Linked DNA regions of Sus scrofa: regions 1 and 2 are each linked to region 3. Evidence: chromatin contacts called from public HiChIP or PLAC-seq data. All regions are on one chromosome and are shown on one strand. Each heading gives the region's core, a stretch centred on a gene start, on an enhancer-like site or on the middle of the called end of the contact. The rest is flanking DNA. Distances are from core to core; before and after follow the strand shown. Region 1 overlaps OTUD7A (OTU domain-containing protein 7A). Region 2 has its middle 84 kb from the start of TRPM1. Region 3 holds the start of KLF13 (Kruppel like factor 13).

Evidence for each region. HiChIP or PLAC-seq counts read pairs in DNA pulled down with a chosen protein or histone mark.
Region 1: a contact with region 3 is called in an H3K27ac HiChIP or PLAC-seq map of skeletal muscle. The contact joins the enhancer-like site here to the promoter of KLF13 in region 3. A contact is called at or near these places in 17 of 47 Hi-C or Micro-C datasets (brain, differentiating spermatogonia, embryonic fibroblasts and 9 more) and 1 of 2 datasets of contacts at active chromatin or transcription factors (skeletal muscle).
Region 2: a contact with region 3 is called in an H3K27ac HiChIP or PLAC-seq map of alveolar macrophages. The contact joins the enhancer-like site here to the promoter of KLF13 in region 3. A contact is called at or near these places in 1 of 5 promoter capture datasets (liver), 9 of 47 Hi-C or Micro-C datasets (alveolar macrophages, blood, embryonic fibroblasts and 5 more) and 2 of 2 datasets of contacts at active chromatin or transcription factors (alveolar macrophages and skeletal muscle).

Annotation. Positions count from the first base shown.
Region 1 is chr1:143,413,758-143,418,467 of Sscrofa11.1, forward strand. It overlaps OTUD7A (OTU domain-containing protein 7A), which reads left to right. Exons shown (of 15, transcript XM_021098720.1): 13 at 1,586-1,700; 14 at 1,860-1,944; 15 at 3,031-4,710. The coding sequence ends at 4,479. Among named protein-coding and RNA genes, the nearest start is that of KLF13, 120 kb to the right of the region's middle. Within about 2 kb of position 1,979, at least 41 of the 83 cell types and tissues checked have an H3K27ac peak or open chromatin away from gene starts, as enhancers often do. A contact at or near this core is called in brain, differentiating spermatogonia, liver and 5 more, where this site is marked.
Region 2 is chr1:143,632,341-143,636,594 of Sscrofa11.1, forward strand. No RefSeq gene overlaps it. Among named protein-coding and RNA genes, the nearest start is that of TRPM1, 84 kb to the right of the region's middle. Within about 2 kb of position 1,996, at least 72 of the 83 cell types and tissues checked have an H3K27ac peak or open chromatin away from gene starts, as enhancers often do. A contact at or near this core is called in alveolar macrophages, embryonic fibroblasts, epiblast stem cells and 4 more, where this site is marked.
Region 3 is chr1:143,538,931-143,543,321 of Sscrofa11.1, forward strand. KLF13 (Kruppel like factor 13) reads right to left here and starts at 1,303. Exons shown (of 2, transcript NM_001011505.1): 1 at 715-1,303. The coding sequence starts at 1,303.

The DNA of each region.
Region 1 (4,710 bases), core at 729-3,228, 120 kb before region 3:
GCTAGGCAACTTCTGGCCACCAGCACAGGAGCAGGAGAGAGGCGCTCCAGGGCTGGAGACGGGCAAGGATGAGCCTGAAAGAGGGAGGCCCCTGCCCCACTGTCAGCTCCTAGCCCATTTCCCAATCTATAAAGTGGCCCAGCCCCACCTTCTTCTCAAGCTGGTGGGACAACAGCAGAGGCAAGAGCCCCCGGTGGAGGTCCCAACAGTGTCTGCTTGTCACACCTGGAGGTGCACTGGGTCCCTGCCCTGCACCCACTTCTACCATCACCAGCATTTGGGAGGGCGGGCCACTCAGGGCAGCGCTCAGGACAGCACCCACTTCTCTCTCCACCAGCCACTGGAAACAGGAAACAAGGCAGCTCCAGCAAACAAAGCAGCTGACCCAACCAAGCCCTGGGCTATGCTGCTCAGCTGGGACTTGAACCTCAGGAGGGGCCTACAGCCCCCACGAAAAGACTGCTGCTCAGAGGGCGGAAATGGGGCTGCCATATTTCTCCCTACCTCCCAACTGCGAGTCAACCCCATCACTAGGGAACTGATCTCAGCTGGCCCACTGCAACTCCAGAAGCCCCCAGTGGATCCTAGACAAACCTGTAAACACCAACCTCTGCCCCAGCCTTTCAGAGGTGGCCAGGATCCCCAGGGGCAGGGGTGGGTTGCAGTCAGGAGTGGTTTTGATGACTCTGTCCCTTGGTGCAGCGAGGGGCCCATCCTTGCCTTCTCTATCTCTTCCCTCCTCAGAAGGCTCATTGGCTGGCCTCTTTGCCTGAGCTTCCTCAGCCTGCTGTTTACCTTATCACCACCTGACAGCAGGAAGTGTATGTCACCTGTGTACTCTGTCCCCGCCTCCCACCCCCAATACAGGAGGTGAGCTCCCTATGACAAAGGGGTATGGGATGTGGGGGTCCCACACTGTCACAGACTTGCTGAATGAACTCACAAATGAGCAGGGGGGTAGGCAGCCCTCACTCTCTGGGAGGAGATGGGAGGGCCTCGCCCTAAAGCCGCACCCCCACCCCAGGTGAACTAGAAGCAGCAGAAGCAATAATACCGTTTCTTTGTCTGCCGCCAGAGGTGGGTATTTCCGGTCTGACAGACCCAAGTTGAGGACAGGTAGTGTGTCCAACTGCTTTTCAGAATCCACAAAAAGTAGGACATTTTAAAAACTATTAGTAGCAGTTTTAAAATATTACCACCTTGGAGTTCCTGGCTCAGTGGTTAATGAACCCGACTAGTATCTGTGAGGACGTGGGTTCTATCCTTGGCCTTGTTCCCTGGGTTAAGGATCTGGCATTAAGGTGAGCTCTGGTGTAGGCCAGCGAGCTGCAGCTCCGTTTTGAGCCCTAGCCTGGGAACCTCCATATGCTGCGGCCCTAAAAAGACAAAAGAATAAAAATAAAATATGTGGCCCTAAAGCTCCCGCTGGCCCAGATGTCCCCTGTACACCTCCATTCCGTTTCCTTAATCACGGAGCCTCCTGGTCTTGGGGCCCATTTCCTGCCCTTTCTCGGGGCTGCGGGAGCACTGACCTCCGTCCTGGCCGGTGGACCACCTGGCACTGGCCTCCCTCTTTTGCGTTCAGCCGTAATCCCCCTGACGGATTCGGAGCACAAGCTGCTGCCTCTGCACTTTGCTGTGGACCCCGGCAAGGACTGGGAATGGGGGAAAGACGACAACGATAACGCCAGGCTGGCACAGTAAGACCCTACCCCTGTGTCCCCCTCCCCCACGCCCTACGGAGCGGGCTGTCGCTGGGCTCCCCGGGGAGGGGCTGGGCGCAGCGCCCCGGCTCCTCTGGAGACGGTCGGCGGGCGGGGCGAGCCGGGACGCGTCTCATTTGGTGTTCCTCTCTCTAGCCTGATCCTGTCGCTGGAAGCCAAGCTAAACCTTCTGCATAGCTACATGAATGTGACGTGGATCCGGATCCCCTCGGAGACCCGGGTAAGCTAGGCGTGCGACGGGAAGAAGCGGCAGGCGGGGCGGCGGCTGCTCATTCTGCTCCGGCAGGAAGGCGGGGGTGCATCCTCCCCAACGCTGACCGCCCAGGTTCCGACTGGAACGCGCGCCTGTCTGCGCGTGCGCCTGCGTGTCTGGCCATAGCAGCGCTCAGGCTAGGTTGTGTGTCTGTGTGTGTGTTTTATTTTTTTGAGGTCCCCTTATCTTCGACAGAAGGAGCGGAATAAACACGCCCACTCAGAAAACAAACCGTAGGCAAGTCGCAACACAAAACTCTGCCCAGCTCGGAACACGATGTGCTGCCACGGAGCGGAATTAATTATAAAAGTGTGTGGGTCCTCGGAAAAGGCAGAGAACCGAGGGCGCGATTCCTTGGCACCCCCCCCTTCCCCTCACTTTCCCTCCCCTCCGAAAAGGCGGTGACAAGGGGGGCTGCCTGCCCCACTTGGCCCCCTCCCCCAGGGAGAACCCATGCTGTCCTCGCCTCCAGATACTAAGACGGATTCGCTTTAAGTATCTGATATTTTTGTGGTCTCAGTGATGGTCTCCCCAAAAGAGATGTTTAAAAGAAAAGCTTATAAGTGAATTTATTCTCCCTAGACATTAGTTTATGTAGCCATAAAGTGGAGCTTATAATTAATATTTTATAAGTGACAGGAGAAGAGCAAATAGGGCAGTGCCCGGCACAATCAGTACCCAGGACAAGCCGGCACCACTCAGAGTGCTTTCATACTTCAGCCTTTACCTGTATTTAATCTTCACTGGGCTCCCTGAGGCAGGTACCGATACCCCTCTTACTAATGGCACAAGTGACAGCTGGTGGCAGTCTGGCTTCGGAGTCCTGCCTCATCTCCACATTGACCTGCCTGTCAATTACTCTGGACGTCCTTGTTTAGCCCTTATGAGGGCTGTGAAGGCAGCAACTCGAGATCTAGAATCAGGAGACTCGGTTGGGACAGGGACAGTGGGGCTGGAGGCAACACAGCGGGGAGGGAGGGATCTGCCTCCATCAGTCCGCTTGGGGACTGCTGATTTCTAACCTCATCCCTTACCTGCCCGCCCCCTCCACAGGCCCCTCTAGCACAGCCGGAGTCCCCGACCGCCTCGGCGGGGGAGGACGTGCAGTCCTTGGCCGATTCACTCGATTCAGACCGCGACTCGGTGTGCAGCAACTCCAACAGCAACAACGGCAAGAACGGCAAGGACAAGGAGAAGGAGAAACAGCGCAAGGACAAGGACAAGACACGAGCGGATTCTGTGGCCAATAAGCTAGGCAGCTTCAGCAAGACGCTGGGTATCAAGCTGAAGAAAAACATGGGCGGCCTGGGCGGCCTGGTGCACGGCAAGATGAGCCGCGCCAACTCCGCCAATGGCAAGCACGGAGACGCGCCTGAGCGCGGCAAGGAGAAGAAGGCCAAGTCGCGCAAGGGCAGCAAGGAGGAGTCCGGCGCCTCGGCTAGCACGTCTCCCTCGGAGAAGACCACGCCGTCGCCCACGGACAGGGCGGCCGGAGCGTCGCCGGCTGACAAGGGAAGTGGACCCCGCGGTGACGCCTGGAAGTACAGCACGGACGTGAAGCTGAGCCTCAACATCCTACGCGCCGCCATGCAGGGCGAGCGCAAGTTCATCTTCGCCGGCCTGCTGCTCACCAGCCACCGGCACCAGTTCCACGAAGAGATGATCGGCTACTACCTGACCAGCGCGCAGGAGCGCTTCAGCGCCGAGCAGGAGCAGCGGCGCCGCGACGCCGCCGCCGCAGCCGCCTCCGCGGCCAAGCGACCGCCGCGCAGGCCGGAGGCGGAAGGCACGCCGGGCCCCGAGCGCGCATCACCCGGCCCGCCGGCCGGGCCGCCCACGCAGTTGGTGCTCAAGCTCAAGGAGCGCCCGAGCCCCGGGCCGGCGGCAGGCACGCGGGCGGCGCGGGCAGCAGCAGGCGGCGCGGCCTCTCCGGGCCCCGGAGGCGGGGGCGCGCGGCGCGTGGGCGCCAGCGGACCGGTTCCCGGCCGCAGTCCGCCTGCGCCGCCTGCGCGCCAGAGTGTTATCCATGTGCAGACGGCGGGCGCGCGGGACGAGGCATGCGCCCCAGCCGTGGGCGCGCTGCGGCCTTGCGCCACATACCCGCAGCAGAACCGCTCGCTGTCGTCGCAGAGCTACAGCCCGGCGCGCGCCGCCGCCCTACGCACCGTCAACACGGTAGAGTCGCTGGCGCGCGCCGTCCCAGGGGCCCTGCCCGGCGCGGCGGGGGCGGTGAGCGCGACCGAGCACAAGTCGCAGACCTACACCAACGGCTTCGGCGCGGCGCGCGAAGGCCTGGAGTTCGCCGACGCCGACGCCGACGCACCGGCCGCGCGCTCGAACGGTGAGTGCGGCCGCGGCGGCCCGGGCGCGGGGCCAGCGCAGCGACGCTGCCAGCGCGAGAACTGCGCGTTCTATGGTCGCGCCGAGACCGAACACTTCTGTTCGTGCTGCTACCGCGAGGAGCTGCGGCGGCGGCGCGAGGCGCGCGCGGCCCGGCCCTGAGCGCGCGCCCGCGGCCCCGCCGCCCAGGATGGCTTCTCCACGCTGTCGGTGTCTCTTTCCGAGCCCTGGTCCACCGGAAGGCCGGAGATCCTCTGTCCGTGCTGTGTACGTGTTTGGTCAAACGTTCCTAATGGTGCCTGAACCTACACTGACGCCACTCAGGTAGTAGACGGATAGGAAACAAGTCATACTGTTGGAAGTGGGTGTGCTAGCTAGCATCTGCCTCGTACC
Region 2 (4,254 bases), core at 746-3,245, 94 kb after region 3:
CAGCAAAGTAAACACATAAAACTACACACTGCAGTTTCTTTCTAGATTACCATTCTGAGAGGAGGAGCAGCTGGGCTCCTGATGGCTACTCAGGGCCCCAGACTCCTTCCCTCCTGTTGCTCACTGACCATGAGGGCACTGCTCCCTCCCAGAAGGGCTGCTGCCACAGCCAGACTCTAGGCAGCATGGAGAGGGGCCCAGGCACTAAAGTGGCTTCCACCTCAAGTCTCCTTTCCTCCATTGGTGAGAACTACTCACCAACTACTTCATGAAAACTTCGTAACTACTATCATGAAAACACACTCAACAGCAAGGCTGTCTGGGAAGCATCAGCTCAGCAGCCTCTGTCCAGTGGCAGATCTGTTATCCTAGAGGAAAGGGAGAATGCATTTTATTTGAAGAAGATCTAATTGAAATCCACAAAATGCTTTTTCTTTTCTTATTTTCTTTTTCCCATCATATTGGCAGACATTTTTAAGTTTGCCAATAACCAGCTGTATGTAGAAGTTAGGACAATTCTTAATCTACAGCAACAACTGTTTTCTTTCTTTTTTCTTTTTTTCTTTTTATGGCCACCTGTGGTATATGTAAGTTCCCAGGCTAGGGTCAAATCAGGGGGTGGAACAGCTGCAACTGCAGGCCTAGGTCGCAGCCATGGCAACACTGGATCTGGCTGCATCTGTAACTATGTCACAGCTTGTGGGCAATGCCAGATCCTTAGTCACTGAGTGAGGCCAGGGGTCTAACCTGAATCCTCACAGAAACATCAGGTCCTTAACCCATTAAGCCACAGGGGAACTCTCAGCAACAACTACTTTCAATAAGAAAGGATTCTATTTTTGAGGGTGCCCTGATGATCTTCAGGATATGAGGGGAAAAGCCAGGAAAATGAGTGGAGTCAAGAGGCTTCTGCAGACCAATGGTGGAAGAAGCAGGCTTGCTCAGCCACAACCACCAGCAGGGGACACTGATGCCACAACTGGATAAGGCCAGGGTGAGGCCAATGCCTCCAGCAGTATCACTGCATACCCTTTTTTAGACTCAGCTCTGATGCTCAGGACCCTGGGATTCTCAGCCCAAATGTCCCTATGCCCATTCCCAGGGCCTGTGCTGCCTCTTCCCCTTGTCTGGGGGTTTCCTTTTTCCTGAAAGGTTTTGCTTCCTCCTAAGGTGTGGCGGGGGGAGGTCAAGTGTGGAGTTTGGCCTGCCAGATGGCTGGCTGACAGAAGGCAGGGGATGGGGGTCAAGTACAAGATGCAGTGGTGGCAGCCTGAGCCCTGGACCCCTTAGGTCTAGAAGGGCTTCACCCTTCACGCATTTCAACATCTCCTCCAGGGCTGGCCTAGGACCCAGAAGAGAGACAAGGGTGAGGTCTCCTGCCTCCATCTTCCTCCCGCTCACCCCGCCTCCTCCCCTGCCCCTCCCCCTCCCTCCTCCATCCCCCTTTCTCCTTCTCTCCCCTCTCAATCCTCTTCCCCTTCTCTCCCTTTCACTTCCTTTCTTAGTCCTCCTCTCCTCCTCCCCTCCGGCCCCCCTTGCTCCTTCTACAGTCTCCAGCCCGCCCCCACCCCTCCTCCTGCCCCTCCCCTCTCCAGTCCCTCTCAATCCTTCTGCCCTGCTTTTTCAACCCCCTCCAACCTGCCGCGTCTCTTTTAACCTCCTCTCTCCTTCCCCTTTCCTCCTCCCCCTTCCCCCCTCCCCCGGCTCCTGCTTCCCCTTCCGCACCCGCTCCTCTCCCCGCGGCAGAGGCGGGGCGGGGCAGTCCGGGCTTCGGCCCCTCCCAGCGGCTCGCACCTGCTCGGCTGCCCCGTTTATTCTCTGCCTGGGGCTCGGCGGGCGGGAGGGAAAGTGGGTCAGCACGGGGCCGTGGCGGCTGCTGATGTCCTTGGAGGGGAGCCCTGGGACTCGTGGTCTCTGCTGGGCGGGAGCAGGAGGAGGCCGCGCCCAATGCCGAGGAGGCGGAGCCGCCGCTGCTCCTTTCCCCGGAGCCCCGAGCTGGGCCAGCGGAGCTGGAAGCTCGGCGTAGCCCGCCTCCCTCCGCGCTGTACAGTCTCTACTGTGACAGGTCCGCGGCGCCCGCACTTCTCCAGACTCCCGCGGTCCGAGGGTCCCCACTCGCGGATGTTGTCCCTGCCACCTCTCCTTGCCCCCTAGCGTCAGCCTCGAGCCTTCGCACCCTGGAGCCTAGCCCTGGAGCGCGCCTTTTCGAGCATCGCTCTCACACCCACAGACCCCAGCACTTCTGCCCAGGTGTGCGGGGGCCCTGGGGAAGACCGCGAGGGAACGGCCCTCTCGACTATCCACTCCGGTCGGTCCTCCTGCCAGTAGCCCTGTAGAGGGTTGCCCAGCTGCTCCCCTCCACCCCAGCAGCTCCCCTCCACCCCAGCAGCCTCGTGAGGCTGCCCCAGGTCCGCCTGCAGACACAGGTCACTGTCCTAGGGCAAGGACTGGTCACGGAGAAGTAAAGGTGACCCGGCCTTCCAGGCATCAGCCCTGGGGGTTTCTCCTGAGCAGTCCCCCACCCTCAGCAAACAGGCAGTGTGTGTGTGTGTGTGTGTGTGTGTGTCGAGTGCTGGCTGCATCCTTGCAAGGCTGCCTTGTCTTATCCTCCCTGTGAACTTCGCCCATGGGACCAGGACTACCATCACCTAACACACGCTGAGCTTTCCCCAATTTGGAGCTCCTCCTGGAGCCTGATTTGTCCTAGTAAGCCCTACACTTTGGTCACCTGGCCCACGTTTCGCCTCAGCCCAGAAGCTTTCCAAATCCTCTCACCTGAACGCTTGTTCCTTCCCTGGTTCTGCTAACACAGTTTGCATCTTTCAGTGACCCTGCCTGGCACTGGCCAGTTTACTGCCTCTGGGAGGCCCACTTCTACAAACGTGGCGCTGGAGCTGAGCTTCTCATCTGGGAAGCAGGAGGCCTGGAGGGGCTCAGGGGTTGCCACAGTCATCCCATAGGCTCCAGGTTTGAGAAGATTTTGCCGTGAGAATCCTGCATTAACAGCATCTCCATTCGTTTCTGCCCTGTATGTATTCACACCAGCCAAAGTCGAGTCTGGGGAGATTCCTCATTAATCTAGACCCAGAGCACAGGATGGGCCCCTCATCTGCAGCCCTGAGGGGTCCATTCTGTGCTCTGGGTTTGGTACATTTGGTACCTCCCAGCCCACCTCTAGGCTATTAGAAGGACTGACATGAGCTCAGGAGCCCTTTCCAAGTCCACTTAGAAGGACACTTGGACACATAGAAGCCTCCCACAGTGAGAGAGGGGAAGGCAGGGAGAAGGCATGGGGAAAAAGGAGAGTCAAGAGAGGAAATTGGTTAAATAGCGATATGTTTCAGTGTCTGGAGAAGAAGGAACTCTGGGAAAACTGTCAAGGGCTGCTCTGCTGGGCATCTGGCCTTTAAGTCAGGCAGGACTGCAGGTGAGGGGCCCATCCTGTCCCTTTCATAGCCCTCCTTGTGAGGAGGGGGAACAGAAGGGTCCCCCAGACCACTCCAGGCAGGCCCCCAGCCAATCGGCACCCAGGTCAACCAAGCAAGAGTGATTCAGAGTGAAAAGAACCTCAATCCCATTGGACCCAGGACTGCCAAACTCCTCACCCTCCCACCTGCAAACCCTTTGTTTTGAAAACTTATACATGTTAAATAAACAGCAATTTAATAGGAAACAAATCTGCAGCGCTTCCAAATATGACCCTTAAGGAATTGGGTCCTCCTTAACCCAATTCCTTAGGAGGAGTGTTTCATGGGTGACACACCTACATGGCTGGCTCTGAACCCCTGATTTGCCACTAGAGCAGGGCTGCCAGTTCCTGCCACTTCCTACCCTCAGCGGGGGAACATGACCTCACAGAGCTCTAGCTCTGCCAGCTGGCTCTCAGGTGCTACAGGACTTCAGACAAACCATCAAATACAAGCATGGAGCTCTGTGAACCTCTCTGTAAACACCACTCAGAAAAAGCCAGGTGGGGCCCTTTTGGTTATGAGAAAGGTTTCAGTTTAGCTTAATTTTGTTTTTATCTGACTTTTTGGTCACAGGCCCAGTTATCACCTCAGAGAATCTTCCTTCCTCCCCGTAAACTCTGGCTGAGTGCTAAGGTTCAGAAGTTCTCAGGGGAACCCACACAAGTTAATAAGACTTGGAAGGGGCTTTTTTTCATGAAGTAACCCTCCTTTAATGTCTGTTTACAGCTGGGCGCAGTCTGTGACTTCATGTAGCAATGTCTGATTAAACGATGCCCAGCGTATC
Region 3 (4,391 bases), core at 53-2,552:
ACAGGCTGGAGGCAGAGCGGTCCTTTTAGGAGAAAGCGCCGACCAGCCGGGAGCCCCTCGAGTCCAGCGCGCCTCCGCCGCCGGATGGGCGGGGTTCCCACAAAGAGCCGCGGGCAAGAACCCGGGACCGCCCCCCGCGTCGGTCGCCACCAGCTCTGGTTTCGACAAATTAAACCTTAGAGCGCTGGAAAAATTACAGGAAGAGCGAAGAATGTGCCGAGCTGCTGGAGGGAGCCCTGTCCCCGCGTGAACTTCGCCCACCGCGCTCCCGAGCCGGCCCCTCCCCGCCGCTCCCGAGAGCGCGCCCAGCCGACGAGGGAGGGGCCAGGCGAGGACACCCCTCCCCCCCGGCTCCCGGGCGCCGCGGCCGCCCACCTCCCCGGGCGGCACCCGCGGCCCCCACTGCCCCCACGCAGCTCGCCCGCACCTGCCCGCGCGCACCCCGGCCCGGATGACGACATTCGCCCCCGCAGCCCCGCCCGAGCGCACCCGGGGAGGGGGCGTGCCCGGCGGGGGCGCGGTCGCCGGGCGGGCGCCGGCAGCCAGCGCCAGGACCCGCCTCGCGCGGCTCTCAGGGTCGACCGCAACCCGGAGCGGCGGGGGAAGGGGCGAGGCCCTGACCACCTCCCGCGCCCAAGCCGGAGGCTCCGGGGGCGTGTCTGGGCGACCCGCACTAGCCCAGGTCTGCGCGAGTGCCCGGGCCGCCCCACTGACCTGTGTGAGTTCTCAGGTGCGCCTTGAGGTGCGAGGATTTCCCGTAAACTTTCTCACAGCCCGCATAGTGGCACTTGTGCTTTCTCTGGGGGGACTCGAGGTCGGCGCGACTTCGGCCCCGCCGGCCCCTTTGTCTGAGGCTGGGCTCGCCGCTCCCCGCGGGCCCCGGCTCTCGCTCGGGCTCCAGACCCGCCTCAGGCTCGGGCTCGGGCTCGCTCCACGCCGGGCTAAGAGGCGCGGCCGCCGCGCCTCCAGCACCGGGGGAGGCGGGCTCGGGGGCGGGTGGCGGCGCGGGCGGCAGGCGGCAGGGGGTCCTCGCCTTCCTGGCGGCGGCGCCTTCTCTGCGCTCCGCCGAGACGGGTGCCGGTGCTTGCTGGTTAAGGTCCGCCAGGATCCGCGCCACTACGAAGAGCGAGGCGCTGTCCTTGCCGTCGCGGCGCTCCTCGACGTGGGGCAGCGTGGCGGCGACAGCGGCCGCGCCCTCGGGTCCCGGCTCCGGCCCCTCTCGCGGCCCGTGTACGACCGCGCGGCTCGACATGGACACGAGGCACTCGGCGGCGAAGTGGTCCACATAGGCGGCGGCTGCCATGGTGCGGGCTCCAGCCGGCAGGCGGGAGACTGCTAGTCGCTGCGAGTCGTCAGCAGCGCATCCGCACCCACGGCCTCCGGAGAGCGGGCGGGGGGCGGGGGCGCGGCGCGCCCTCTCCGCCGGCTGGGCTGGGCGCGCAGCCGCCTCTGCCGTCACCCGCGCTGCTCCGCGTCTGCTAAGCGCCCGCCCGGCTGGGCACCTCAGAGTGAGCGCATGGGGGGCGCGGACGAGTAGGGTCCCCGCGCGGCGTCAGTGGCGGCCTGTCCTATGGATGCCGAGCGGCGACGTTAGGGACGACCTCCCCGAGCCGTGGCCGCAGCCTCGCCGCGCATTGTGGCAGGCGGGACAGCCGCCGTGCGCGCCGCGGCTCGGTGTGGGCGGCCCGGCCCCGGGGGTGGGCGGGGCCGGGGCCACATCTGGACCCGACGTCAGCCCCCAGCCACATCCTGGCGGCGCAGGTTACAGGCGGCGGCGGCGGCCGCAGGGAGCTGCGCACGCGGAGGGGGCGGGGATCCCGGAGCGCGCACCGGCGGGATAGCGGTCGCGTGCCCGCGCCTGGTGAGGGGGCGTGGCTAAGGACCAGGGCCGGCGCCATTGGTCCATGAGTACTCAGCCGGGCCAATCCGTACAGCCAGAGGCTCCCACCCGGCCTTGGGGCCTGCGCGTGCCGATGGGCGTGTCCCCTCAGCCGGCGGGAGGAGGAGCGGAAATTGGAGCCCGGAGCCGGGCACGCTGACGCACGACGTCCGAGGCGGGCCTGGGCGGGGCCGTTCCCCCTCCTCTCCGTGGCGGGGACCCCGCAGGGTATTTTCCTGCCGGAGCTTTTGTACCTTGACTGCCTTGAACCTCGGCGCGGTGGCGAGAGCTCGGGAGAGCACCCCTTTGTCCCTCCAGCCCCGCTTGTGTCGGGCGCGCCTCGCAGGGCTCGCCTCGCTTCTCCCTTTCTTCTCCAGAGCGAGGTTTGCCCGGCAAGGAGGCGTGTCCGCTAAGCCCGGCGGGTCTACTGGCCCCGAGTCGGGCCTGGACAACCACGGCGCACACCGCTGAAACCAGGTTGATGGGTGGCCGCGCCCCGAGACTCAGGCCGCTCTCCGCCCTTGGTTCCTGCCCAGCTGAGCCCTGAACCCTCGGCGCGGCCAGCCCGAGAGCGGTGGTCTCGTGTGGGGCGAGGTCGCTCCCGCAGGAGGAACCGCAGGAGGGCGGCGGGGGATCAGCGCAAGCCGCGCTGCCCTTGAGCCCAGGTCAGCTGGAGCTTGGACTGGCCCAGGCTGGTGGCTAGCCTGGCAGCGCGAGTGATGTGCCCACTGCGTCCTGTGTTCGCAAGAATTACGTGCCTGGGCGCCGGCCGCGCTGCTCAAGGAACGTGGGGCCCCTCCCTCCGCAGGCCTGCTGCCAGCTTCTGCAGGCTGCCCTTCTCCCGCGGCTGTCGCGCAGGCTTCAAACGCCACCGGCTGCGAGGGCCCCGCCCACCGCGCCCCACCCACCTAAGGTCGGGGCCTCCGGGGGAGGAAGTGCTCTGCTGCCCCGCCCCGCCAGCTTTGCCCTTGGCCCTCACCTGCGCCTTCATCCTGTCGCGTGGCACCTCCCCCCCCCCCTCTTCTCCTGGCCTAGACCAACATCAAAGAGGCCGGAAAGGAGTGCAAGCCCCTGACCCCAGGAGACAGGCTGGAGTCCACAGTTCCTAGTTCATTTCTTAATGGACGTTCAGAGGAATCAGCTGCCCAAGCAGGGAGCTTGTAGAGGGAGAACAGCCCAGACATTAGGCCCCTGTGGACTGGAGAAGAGGGATGGGTGGAAGAGAGTCAATCGCACAAAATTAAGAGCAGCCATTTTTCACCGAATTAATTTTGGGCTTGGGTAGAAAAATCTACTCCTTCCAGGTCACCAAGGAGCAACTGAGACGAGCATTTTGGGTTCCATGTTACTGTGACCTGTAAACTGGTGTGGTCGTTTGAGTGCCCTGGGTATCTGTAACAAAAACTCGGAAGTTCCCTCTCACCGGGAACTATACAATACGCTCACTGGGAAGACTACACAGTACTCTATGGTGCGGTGGGTTCTGCTGTGGTGGGTTCGGTACTATGCCAACAGGGTCAGGTTCCTCTTAAGAGGGTCTCCTCTTGGCAGGAGGTAATCACTCTTATCCCAGACAGATTGTGTTGATGACATTTAAGAGACGTGTGTTCTGACCAAGTAATGATTCAGAATGTTCCTCCAGTCCCACCACATGTCACAATTCATCTCTGTAAGTATGGGAATGGCCCTACACTGACTTACCAGCAGCGCATCCCCTCCCCTTCCCCCTCTGGCTAGGATTCTGCCCAGTCTAATTAGGTACCACCTCTCCATTTCTCTTCTGAGACTCCCCAGTCAGTACACACATTGGAAGGCCTCCTATGAGTAGGCACAATTCTAGGCACTGGGCTATGGCCATGGACTAGACACCTGCCCTATGCAAGGGGAGGCAGGCCTGGGTCAAAGGTCCTCTGCACTGACACCCCCACACACACCCATCCACGGCCAGAAACCAGACTCACTGAGGGTTTTGACTGTGCACCCCTCCCCCCCCAACCCTCCCACCGCCTGGCATTCTGGAGGCAAAACTCAGCCCCTTAGCTTGTTTCTCAAGGATCTTCAAAGGAAGCCTCAGGCCTAGCAGCATTTACCCCAATCCCACATGGGAGTATTTTCCGGATACATACGTTTCTCTTTCCCAGAGGGAACTCTCACCATAACTTCAGGCCCATGTTTTCCTTGCTAGATAGGATTTTGACAGAGGTGGCTTCTTTATGTATGAGGGTGGGTGAGATCAAGTGTCAGATGGAAAAAACAGAATAAACAAAAGCAGGGTGGGGGAGATCTGCCCAGAGCAAGTGGATGGAGATGTATGGGGGAGGGGGAAGGGCGTGAAAAGGCTGCACTGAAATGGGGGCTTAAGTTTCCACTGAAGGTGGTTGGGTTGATGGTTTGTGTTGACTCTAACTTCTGGAGCCTCCTGAAACAGCAGAAAATTGGCTTGTCGTAGGGCACAAATTAGCAAGAATGGAGCAAGCAAGGGAAGAAGTAACTGCAACATGATTTTTGAAGT